Linked DNA regions of Mus musculus: regions 1, 2 and 4 are each linked to region 3. The links are chromatin contacts, called in public HiCAR-type maps. All regions are on one chromosome and are shown on one strand. The core of a region is the stretch at or near the end of the contact, and the rest is flanking DNA. Distances in the headings are between cores, read along the strand shown.

Region 1 (2,931 bases), core at 288-2,787, 2.9 Mb before region 3:
ATTTATCCTAATAGCAATCTCAAAATTATCCAGACACCAGAAGATTGGCAATGTGATCATTATTTGGTGATCTATGTCACACTTGAGGATGTCTAGAGAAAGACAATGGAGAATCAAGGACACCCTGTAGAGTCCACACATCAGTCACCTGAGTAACATGGACTGATTTGCACTGCCTCTTAGGGCTGAGTGCCATTTCCTCCTCTGGCTTCCAGCCTGAACATTTCAGATTTAAGTTTTGCATGGAGAAAACTTCTCTCAACTTTCCATTGAGAAGGTTTGTTTGTTTGTTTGTTTGTTTGAGCAGTCATTTTTAAACAATAGTGTTTTGTTCTAAATGGCTAAAGCAGGTTTATCTTGTGTAGCAGTCATCTTTGCTCTTAATTATATTATCTACTTGTAAAGTCAAAACTTGTGTAACTAATCAGACACAACACAGGGCTTCATGATGTCATTGTCACTTCTTGCCTCCCTCCCATGCCCGCTGATCCCTTCCTCTTCCCAGCTGGTCCCTGCTGGTTCCTACTAGTCTCTTTCTGTTTTGTTTTGTTTTTTAAGATGTATTTATTTATTTTATGTATATGAGTACACTGTGGCTGTACAGATGGTTTTGAGCCATCATGTGGTTGCTAGGAATTGAACTTAGGACCTTCGGAAGAGTAGTCAGTGCTCTTAACCACTGAGCCATCTCTCCAGCCCCTGATCCCCTTTTGATTTCATGCCTTTGTTGACGTTGTTTTGTGGCCCAGTGATTTCTGTTAGGTTGCTTATGAGAGCCTGGGCATCTTATCAATAAAACTGTTACAGTCTACATTTGGTTTGGAATATTATACAGAAAAGACTTCAAGCAACTGAAACTTGATAGCAAGTTAATGAAACGTGCCCCAAAATACAGGTATACAATATTGAGCAGTCACACAGAATTTACAAATCCTTAGGTGATTAAAGTACAAGATTATCTTCTCTGCACAGAGCTCAGTGGAAGAGATTATTTCTTATTAATATACCTTTCTTGTCAGTACTAGTTTTCCCTATGGTCTGGAGGCATTGCTGTTAAGTTTTGGAAGGGATTGTTTGAAAAATCAAAACTAGCTTATTACAACTCTATGGACAGAATTACTTAAGCTTAGGACACAGTTTCTTCTTTCTTTCAGTTTACCCCACCCTCATCCCCGGGGACATTCTTCCCAAGGAAAACAAAAAGTTGCAACATGCGGTATTATCTAAAACAGGGTGAAAAGAGCTTACCTAGAGTCAGTTTTGCTGAGGGAGCTGGGACCCAGTTGAAGGAGCACCCGGCCGAGGAGCAGCCCAAATCATCCTACTTCATGGCTCTGATTTCCGGACCAGCTATCACCGCTCTCTTCAACTCCGTTTCCATGTAAAAGCAGCATAGATTCAGAACCTTTTGTTTGGTTTCGTTCCAGTGTTGCACAGTTCAAACACTTTATTTTAAAAATAAGTATTGAAAACTGGTTCAGGGTGCACAAACCCTTTGGCTCAGTGCAAGGAGACTTGCTTAGTTGACGCAGGCTGTCACCCGGGCAACCAGACGCAGTGTGTTTAGCTTGGAGAATTACAAGCAGGACAGTCTTAAGGAAGAAGGAAAACAAGCATCGTGCATGCTTCTAAGCTGCTGTTGGGGTGGTTAAAAACACTGGGCCCCTACGCACATCCATGGATGGCCCATTGCCTTTATCACTAACTTAATGAGATGATCTTCAGAAGAGCCGTGCCTCTGTAGTCCCTGCTATGTGCTGAATGGAGTCCAAGTTAGGTCAGAGGGATAGTATAAACCATACAGGCAGGAGTGAAGACATTTTAAAGAGACACTGGGACCCCTTCCTTTGACTCTCAGACTATTGAAGCACTGGACCCCAAGAAATTGGAAGTCCCCTGCTGGACAAGGGAAAGGCTGGAGCCTAGGGCCAGCCAGAGGAGGAACTTGTCTCTCAGGAAGGGATTTCAGACAACTTGTCTGACCACTTTGCAGAAGAGATGGGGGCCCAGACATCAATGGCTCAGTACTGGGCAGGTTCACATCTTGGCCGGGACTGTTTAGTTATATATACCTCTTGCCCTTTATTAAAACCTAAACTTCGCATCAGGACCTCAATGGTGGATTAGGGTGGGGGTCATTAGATCTCTGTTACTTTTCCCAATGTGGTTACATTGAATAAATCTCCTTTCTCTGCTTTTCCTTGTTTCATGTCTGTTTAAATGGCCTATTGAAGACAAGTGGCCCAGCCTGACTTGTTAGGGACTGCCAAGACTTAGGCATCTTAACCTGATGACGTTGGTAATAAGAATCCAATCCAATAGATTGCTCCTGGACTAGTGGTACTCATTGACCCACATTTGAGAAATCCTTTCATTAGAACACATTTCTTCTTCCCCTCTCTCCTCCCCTCCTCTCCTCCACCTTCCCTCCCTCCTCCTTCCCTCCCTCCTCCCCCTCTTCCTCTTCCTCTTTCTCTTCTTCTTTTCGTCATTATTTGAGACAGGATAGCACTTTGTAGTTCTGGCTGTCCTGGAACTCATTATGTAGACCAGGCTGCCCTCAAACTCACAGAGATCCACCTGCCTCAGCTCCTGGGTGCACATTTCATGCCTAGAGAGGCTTGTAGTATTCTAACACAAAGGCTTCAGCAAATTGAATGCATTGTTGTCAGACTCACAGCCTACAACTAACCCAGCATTGCGAGAGACCCTAAAAACATACATAAAACCAGAAACATGCTCATAAGGCCCATGCCTGCACCAGGCTAGCTGGCATCTGGAGCTGCTGGTCTTTCCCGTTATCTACTGATGGTGTGCGGAGTATCTTTAAAAATGTGATAGTATATATTTTCAATAAAATGAGGTAGCAAGAAACTCTTCAGATACATTTGAGAACACGAAGCTCAGGGCTGGAGAAATGGCTTGTTAAGA
Region 2 (2,700 bases), core at 136-2,635, 2.1 Mb before region 3:
GTCTGTACCCCGTGGTTTTCGCCCCCAAGTTTCACTTCCTCACTTTCCGGTCGCTTCCCATCCTGCAGCGGACCCAGTTAGTTACTGGAGTCCGAGGTAGGCAGCAGGAGTGGTCCAGACCGTGCGCACCCCGATGTCCGAGTCACCCACCTAGGGGCTGGCACCGTTGCCCATCATACCCAGGTCTACGACCAACACACAGCGGTTCTAGGGGTTCCTCCTGGCTGCGCGCCAGGATCGTTCCTCCGGGTGCGAGCGACAGATTGGGCTGCTCCAGCGCGAGCGCCTTTGAATTGCGCGCCGCCGGAGGAAACGGAAAAAAAAAAAAAAATCACCAAAGAACAAAACCCTCCCTAAGCGAGGGGGTTTCAAAAGGCTCAGGAAACCACCGACGGTTAAACACTGGGGCTCAGTCAAACAGTCTCCGAGCTTGCACCTGTTCATCCCTCCGGCGACCCGGCACAACCCAGGTGCGGTCCCAACATGCCCTCCTGTCCCCAACCGCCGTCATGGCCAGCAGCATCATGGTACAGACTTATGACCCTTTCTCAGGAACGATCCTAAAGGCAAGCCCGACCTCGGGAGGTTCGTTTGCCACTGCGGGGAAGTGGCGGGTCGGATGCCCGCAAAGCGCTGCTGCTCCATCCCAAAGCGACGTTCTCTCCGCGGCTGCCGCAGTTTGTGCCCCCCCTCTAGGCAAGCGACGCGGCAGACTAGCTCACTTTTCCCGCCGAAGACGGGCGCTCCTCTGTCTGCACTATGGAATTTCAGAACCGCACTCCTAACTCCAAGAACCGCTCCAAGACGCTCCGGTTCGAAGCTCACCCAGAATGTAGTGCCTACGCGTGCCGACTAAAGTCTCTAAATTCACACAATGTAAGAAACTCTAAGAAAACTCCTGTTTTCAGGAGGACCAGACGATGGTCTGAGTCTTGGGACAGAGGGCAAGCCCTTCTCCCTTTTTCAAAAAACTGGGACGTTTGCAAACAGCGTGCAAGTCGGCGCGCGCCGCGGGACTCAAGGGGGAGGGAAACAAGAGCAACCTTAGGAAAGCTCCATCTGAACCCGTCCCACTCAACTTACTGGCAAAAATATTCCTATCTTCCTCCCCCTATAGCCATGTTCACACACATAAAAAAAAATTAGTTCCCGCTCCTCCTTGTGACCCTGACACCCCTCAAGGTTTTAGTTGCTTCAACCCGCTCCTTAAAGGGGCTGAGCTCTAAGTTCACACGTTTGCACGTTTACTATAAAGTAGGATGCAAGTGGACTTACACTCACACTGATCGGTTCCATGGCAACACTCGCTCTACAGCCGTGGTGGTTACCGGAGCACCAAACGCCTCAGAGGTTTCACTGCTACCTGCTGCACCAGGCAACAAAATTGAAGTTTCTGGCCCGAACCGGACTTTTATAAAAACACGCTCCCGGGGCGGCGCATGCGCAGCTCGGACGGGGCGGGAGGAGACTGGCGGGGGCGGGGCGCAGGGCGCGGGCAAACAGAAGTCCAAGAGCCACTGCTGTTGTGTTTTAAGTCAGTATGGGTCCAGAGCCTGGCCGGATAATGTTCTCAGAGTTGGGGAAAGCAGGATGCCAGCCAGGGTGTTTCTGCGGGTCGCGCATCCATCCTTACCCACGTGGATAGAATTTTAGACCTGGAGTTTACGGGTGGAGAACTTGAGACAAGACTGGGGATGGGGGTGTGTGACTTGGAGCCTGCCTAACCAGTAGGCGGCAATGTTGGAACCTCCGCCAGGGTTCTATACTCTGAGCTGTCAGGAGTGATTACTACCAAAACTCTTCCAAGCAAGTGTGTGTTACTACATATTCATATAATGACATTAGGGTCAGGTGTGGCAGAAAGCACTTGCGGACCCATCCAGAAGCAGATATACTCCCAGGAAGAAAGTCACAATAGTGGCAACAATTTCGTGAAGAGATTTGGGTGTGTGTGTATGTAAAATGATTGAAATGTGCTTTATTATAAAGAATTGAGCGGCGAGGACTTTGTGTAATCACATCCTAAGAAATCCGCACAGAAACACTGGTTCATTTTCATTTCATAAGCACATAGGGGGATGCATCTAGTTAACAGATAATTACAGAGTCCCAGCTGGGAAGCTAGCCGCGATTCATGCGCAGTCAGTGGGCGCTCCACGAGCTCCAAGAGACCAAATGGAGCAGCCTGGGACTGCAAAGCCTGGCCTGAGCCCAGAGCTTTCGCTTCATGCCTATCTCGCGTCTCCCACGCAGAACACTAAGATGGGAAGTCTTAGTGAAGAGCTAGTTAGGTCAGGTTGGGGGCGTGGATGGCTAGGGAATCTCAGACAGGCTAAGGTTGCAGTGGGCGCCCAGACTGCTTCCCAGGCTCGCGCGGGATCCGACCGGCGCCGAGCCTGGGCTAGGCGGGGAGGGAGAAAAGGGTGGGGTCAGAACCAACCAGACCTCCAGCCAGAGACCGCGGGATCCAATGCCGGGGGCACTGGGGGTGGTGAGACATCCGGCAGCAGGAGCCTGGGTTGCTATGCAACCCAGATACCGCCCCCACCCCCTCCTGGAATGGACCAAAGGATAGGCAGGCCCAGACTGCGCCCTCAACTCCATCCCCGCCCCACTTCTCCCGTTCCTTTTTTGTTTGTTTGTTTGTTTGTTTGTTTGTTTTGTTTGAGGCAGTTTTATGTAGTACAGGCTGGACTCAGG
Region 3 (2,700 bases), core at 194-2,693:
GGAGGCACGCTGGACCAATGAAGCACCTGCAGGGCAGGGGGCGGGCTCCTGGGGTCTGGGAGGACCTGTGACAGCCTAAGGCTGTCAGCTCGCAAAGCAGCCGGCCCAGGGGAGCTTGGTGGCATTGTTGCCTGGAAACAAATGGAGCTGGAGGCGGGGTGAATTAAAAGCCTTCCCTTCCCCCCCCCCCTTCCCTTATTCTCGCGAGACCTGTTTGGCTGACATCTTGCGTGGGAGTGACTGGTGAAAAGTGAGGCTTAACGCCTTCGTTCCTGAATCTCCAGCTAGACTAGGTTCTGGGAGGTTGAGGTCGGCTTGTAAAGATGCCTTGCTGGCTACCAGAAGGCAAGAGCTAACTAACTACAACTTCTGGTCAGCATCCTTGGAGCCTATGGATCCGGGAGCCTCCCATTCACCAGACAGGTGACTCCAAAGCATGTTCCTTGATTTCCCCCTCCATCCCTGGACCCAGGCTACATTATCTGTGGTCATCTGGAAGAGCCAAGGAGGAGGAGAAGTGCACCCGCTCCTGGTGTGAGGGTACAGAGGGACAGATTCGCTGTAACTGATTCACAGTAGAGGCTGTTGCAGTGGGGTTTATATCTCCCAGAACTACTTTTCAAAGTCACTCCCCCTGCACACCATTGGTACCTGACAATGCTTGACAGTCCAGAGTGGGGAGGGGGACTTGTTTGCTGCTTTGGCTAAACGGTGGGGGAGGGACCCTAGAACTGTTTTCACTCCTTCCTTCTTGACCCGAGAGTCAAGTCATCTTCCACACAATCCAAATATGCGTTTCACACCCCCGCGGCGAGTTCCAGCGTGCTACGAACTGTCATTATTCGGCGTTTACTGCACACCTTTAGAACTATGGTCAAGGCAGTCTCGGGCTCCCGGGCTACAGAGTTGGAAACTGGCTAGCTATCTGGTCAGGTCTCCTCTCTGCCCGTCTGTCTTCTGTCTCTCGGCCACCGCGAGGACTGCGTTGCCATGATGAAGTGTCTTCCTACTGGGATACGAGGAATCGGACTGGAATCCTGATGACCAAGAGTGAGTCCTCTTGAGCCCTGCCACCAACCGCGGGAGTGAGGCGATCGCCCCAGGCACGGCTGCTGACCTCATACAGTCTTTCTGAGGTGGCAGATGGACGCTTTCAAGTTCGTCTCACGGGACTCCCCGCTCGTCCCGTCCACTTGGCCTCAATGAATCAGTTCGGCGCAGCCACGAACCCCGCCAGCGGCGTGACTGTTTGGTGGGTCCTTCTGACCTCTCTTGGCATTTGTTTACCTTCCCGACGATGAGTCGGCTCTGCCTGGTGTTTGGGAGGCTGCTTTCATCATTGGCGACCTCCCTGCAAGGTGACATTCTGCTCTGCTAGACTCGGGAACTCCTTCCCCGCCCTCCTCCCTGGAGCATAAATGCTGCCGACGCGAAGCTCGCCTCACCGGAGCGCTCGGGAGAGCCGGCCGACCCCCAACCCTCACCCGCGGCCGCCCTTGCCACTTTAAGAGCCCGCGCCGTTTTTGGAAGGACCGAGGCCGAGTCCCCCCCACCCCCCACCGAGGTGTCGCGAGAAGCGCCCCAGCGGCCACCTCTCGCGATGTTTGGAGGCGCCAAAGGCGGCCATTTTGGGGTCCCCCCCGCTGGTTACTCCGGCGCTGTCCCCCAGTCTGAGGCTGGGACCAAGGCTGGCCCCGCAGGAGGCCGGCCGGCCGACACTATGTGGCGGGTCCGCTGCAAGGCCAAGGGTGGCACCCACCTTTTGCAGGGTCTTTCCAGCCGGACCCGCTTACGGGAGCTGCAGGGCCAAATCGCCGCTATCACCGGCATCGCTCCCGGCAGTCAGCGAATCCTCGTTGGCTACCCGCCCGAGTGCCTGGATCTCAGCGACCGGGACATCACTCTTGGGGACCTGCCCATCCAGTCAGGTACGGGCACCGGCCGGGGCCGGGGAAGTCTTGGAGGACGTGGAGGGGAGAAGAGTGAAGCTAGTAAGGCAGAGTGCCGATGTGACAGCTAGGGGCTTCGAGGACCAGAACTCCGGGAAGGCCGGGGCAGGTGTCAAGTCCTTTACTTGTGATTTAGAGACAAGGCTGGAGTCTTGAAGTCCCCTGTTCCCCAAGCCTGCTTCCAGGTCATTTGTTTCCTCTGCTTTCCCAAAGGACAGCAGGACCCTTGTTCCCTGACGGGATGGTTCTTTTTCCCTATCCCGATCAGCAGGTCAGCGGTTGAGATACCAATTTTTCGTTTTCCCTGTGTGTTAATTTCTTTTTATCTTGTGTCTCATATATATATATATATATATATATATATATATATATATATATATATATATATATATACATACATACATACATACATACACACACACACACACACACACACACACTTGGACGTTGTGTTTATTGCTGTAGAATTAACCAACAGCAGTTACTTGTTCCCAGGTTTAGAACTTGAACGTCAGTGTTGACCATTCAAAGCTTTTTCCATTTTGTGGCAAGGCCCCTCGAATCGAGCTGTCAGATGGTATAGGCATGCGAAGTGCAAAGAACACCCCAGTGACCTACCTAGTCTGTGGAGAACATCTGAAAGATTTGGTTTTTAAGTTGAAATGCAGCGCGGAGCATTTTGTTCTGTTTGCCTCTTTCTGAAGACACTGAACTAAACACAAACAAACTTAGAGAGTTACTGGCCTCTTGT
Region 4 (2,941 bases), core at 368-2,867, 2.6 Mb before region 3:
TGAAGATGCTAAATTTGGAGATATTAAAAAGACCAAGTAACATAAATTTTGCTTAATCTTTCTAACTCGTTTTAAACAAAACTTACCTTTCTGTGCACTCTTCAATCCTTTAAGCCTAGTATATTTACCACTAGTGTAAGTGCTCAATAAATATTTATGAGAAAAGTAGTAAGACAAAGTCTCCATAAAAATGATGGAGGAGACTTTTTTTTTTTTAAGATCCTGTTCAAAGGCAACTTCTGACTTCTGGGGACTATTTGTATAAATGGGAGGAATTAGTTCAGAATTTCCAATACCTTCCAGGACATGAACCTATGCTGCTTCACAGACAGTAGCTAAAGGCAAATTAAAGCATCCTCTACAAACTCAAGAGTGAACAGATCTGATAAACACTGGCTCTGCAAGACTAAGTAGCAAAGTAGAAAATTACATTACAGGCTCGAGAATTACACCCATGCCATTTCATATTTCTGGATGGGTTTTTTTAGGGGGAGGGGGCAGTGCGGGGGGGGGGGTTATTTTAGACAAGGTGAATTCTGTAGTCCCAGCTGTTTTAAAACTCACTCTGTAGCCCAGGCTATGAACTCGCGGCGACCTTTCAGCTTCCAGCTGTTACAGGCATCAGCCACCACGCCCGACTGTTACCCACTATTTTCTTATAGCGCAATTAAAGTGCAGTCAATTTCCCATCTCTTGCCCTATACAGTCCGCCAAAATGCAGCACTAGCTTCATAATCTTCAACTCCCGCCAAACTTTTTGCAAGCGTCTTCAACTAAGCGGAAGTGACGTTAAACGGATGACCTAGACTTGGAAGAGTTCAAATACCAGCACTCTAAAACATTGTAATGTGTTGAGAAAATTCCCAACCCTGTTATATTCTCCTTCCTTTAGCGATGCGAAAAGACCTGACTAGAACCTTGCGACTTCATTCTCAACTCCAAATTATTCAAAAATTTCCTCTTACTCATCTAGACAAGGAGGTTACACCGTAACCTCTCAAGAACTACAATTCCCATGAAACACTACCGGAAGCAAAATGAGGAAAACAGGGTCTCAAAGCATCTTGGGAACTGTAGTCGCAGGAGCCAAAGTGCTCAGAAGCCCTGCCTCCACCACTAAGACTGGAGGAACCAGGTGTTCAGCCTGGAACCCGTTACCGCTAAGGGGCGGAGCCACATCCTTAAAGCCTTCCTCTCATCTTCCCACATGAACGACAAAATTGTCCTTTCATCCTTAAAAAGCTCTATAATCATTCCCTGAAGAAAGAGAGTTGTCTACCACATCTCCAGTGATTAAAATCGCCCGGAACTCGCCCACCTCAGGATTCTACTCGTGGGAAAGGTGGCTCTTTCACAAGTGGGCAAAATGGCTGTCCTCCTAGCTTTATCATTGGTTGACTCTTACGTCGTTCAGGGACGACAACTTGCCCGGGATTGGTTCTTTTTCTTTTGTGGGTGGAGATAGACTTAGTCCCGTTCTCCCGCTGTCCCGCAGTGATAATGGGGGTGGAGCGAAAGTGGTTTTCAAACGCTGATTGGATAATTTGTATGTCACTTAATGTTGACCTAGCGTATGAGGTAGGCTGCTTTCCGTCAACGCGACGGAGAGGCGGGGCCAGTGCGTGGTGGGAAGGGGCGGGATTCTGCCGCCGCGGCTGCCGCTGGAGCCGGTGTCCGGGCTGGTGATGGGGTTAATTCCCTTCCGTGAGACTCTACCTTGCAACCAGCCGGCCCCGCCGTCGCCCCGCTGTGCCGCGCTCCCGCCACCTCCTCCTGCTCCTTCTCAGTAACGCGGGTAAGAGATGCTGTCCCCTCCCCCGCGGCGCCCCGGGAATAACGCGCTCGCTCCCCTCCCCCGCCCGCCAACCGGTAGCGCTAACGGAGCGGGAGAGTGAGGCAGCCGGGGAGCTAAGCGCTGAGGAGACGGCGTCCCTCCCCTCTCCTCCGGCCCGCCAGGGGCCGTCGGGTTCTGAGGCGAGCCCTCTAGTCGCCTCCACCGCGCGGTGCCCGCCGCTTCGCTGGGGGCCATGTGCAGCGCCAACCCCTTGAGGCCTAGCGGGGGAGCTGGGGACAGGTTCCCGAGCGTCCCTGCTGCAGCTGCTGCTCTTGCGAGCCCTGGAGATCCGGGGAGGACGGAGGGGAAAAGCAACATAGTCAGGCCAGGCTGGAGCAGGGACCGTTCGCGGAACTGTTCTCCGGGGCCTGGACCAGATGCCCGGGGCTGATACCCCCGCTCCGGGGAATTGTCACACACACCAAAAGGGAAACAGCACGTCGTGCCCGTACTGCCCGTACTGCTAGAAAAAACACAGTGGGGAAATTAGCAAGAAAGTTGAATGACTGTCAGAGCCTTGGTCGTTGATGGACGAACCTACGGGGGACGTTATGATGTAAATCCCCCTCCCCCCTTTCCATCCCTGTATATTAGAAGTTTTTTTTTTTTTCTTCTTGTGGTTATGTACCAGAGATTGTCACTGTTGTCTGAAGTTGCTTTTAAGGAGAAACAAAATTGGGTTTGGCTGTTGTGACTTCTGTGAATTGGGTCCTGAGAGAGCAAGTCCCCTAAACTAGTTAGAGGTGAAGAGGTATCTTCCAAAGCAGTGCTGCTTACTAAATAATAAGGTGCATTTCTGAAGAGGTAAAAATAGAATTTCTAGCATGAATGAATACACACAAACACACATATCCCACTCCTAAGGTTATAGTTTGGCTGGGTCACGTTAAAGAATCTCATACCATACTCCCCTTTATTTTAGATTTTTTCCCTGGACAGGGTCTCTCTGTGTAGCCCTGGCTGTCCTGGTACTCACAATGTAGACCAGGCTGGCCTTGAGCTCACAGAATCCACCTGTCTCTGCCTCCCAAGAGCTGGGATCAAAGGTGTGGCCCCCCATCGCCCAGCTAAAGAAACCTCTTAAATTTAAATGTCATTGATTCCAAG

Evidence for each region. HiCAR-type assays count read pairs that join an accessible place to other places.
Region 1: a contact with region 3 is called in a HiCAR-type map of astrocytes, with 6 times the contacts expected there. The contact joins the promoter of Map3k19 here to the promoter of Yod1 in region 3. A contact is called at or near these places in 1 of 39 promoter capture datasets (cranial neural crest) and 2 of 115 datasets of contacts at active chromatin or transcription factors (astrocytes and embryonic forebrain).
Region 2: a HiCAR-type map of astrocytes shows a contact between it and region 3, with 6 times the contacts expected there. The contact joins the promoter of Cxcr4 here to the promoter of Yod1 in region 3. A contact is called at or near these places in 3 of 39 promoter capture datasets (cranial neural crest, embryonic stem cells and liver), 2 of 484 Hi-C or Micro-C datasets (B cells and embryonic stem cells) and 1 of 115 datasets of contacts at active chromatin or transcription factors (astrocytes).
Region 4: a contact with region 3 is called in a HiCAR-type map of astrocytes, with 5 times the contacts expected there. The contact joins the promoter of R3hdm1 here to the promoter of Yod1 in region 3. A contact is called at or near these places in 2 of 39 promoter capture datasets (cranial neural crest and liver), 1 of 115 datasets of contacts at active chromatin or transcription factors (astrocytes) and 1 of 9 other capture datasets (adipose tissue).

Annotation. Positions count from the first base shown.
Region 1 is chr1:127,853,489-127,856,419 of GRCm38.p6, forward strand. Map3k19 (mitogen-activated protein kinase kinase kinase 19) reads right to left here and starts at 1,538. Exons shown (of 14, transcript NM_011737.2): 1 at 1,249-1,538.
Region 2 is chr1:128,590,914-128,593,613 of GRCm38.p6, forward strand. It overlaps Cxcr4 (chemokine (C-X-C motif) receptor 4), which reads right to left and starts at 1,386. Exons shown (of 2, transcript NM_009911.3): 1 at 1,276-1,386. The coding sequence starts at 1,296.
Region 3 is chr1:130,715,884-130,718,583 of GRCm38.p6, forward strand. Yod1 (YOD1 deubiquitinase) reads left to right here and starts at 1,444. Exons shown (of 2, transcript NM_178691.4): 1 at 1,444-1,928. The coding sequence starts at 1,601. It also overlaps a transcript of Pfkfb2 not described here.
Region 4 is chr1:128,101,689-128,104,629 of GRCm38.p6, forward strand. It overlaps R3hdm1 (R3H domain containing 1), which reads left to right and starts at 1,618. Exons shown (of 27, transcript NM_181750.2): 1 at 1,618-1,795. Zranb3 (zinc finger, RAN-binding domain containing 3) reads right to left here and starts at 783. Exons shown (of 21, transcript NM_027678.3): 1 at 565-783. It also overlaps the pseudogene Gm29383.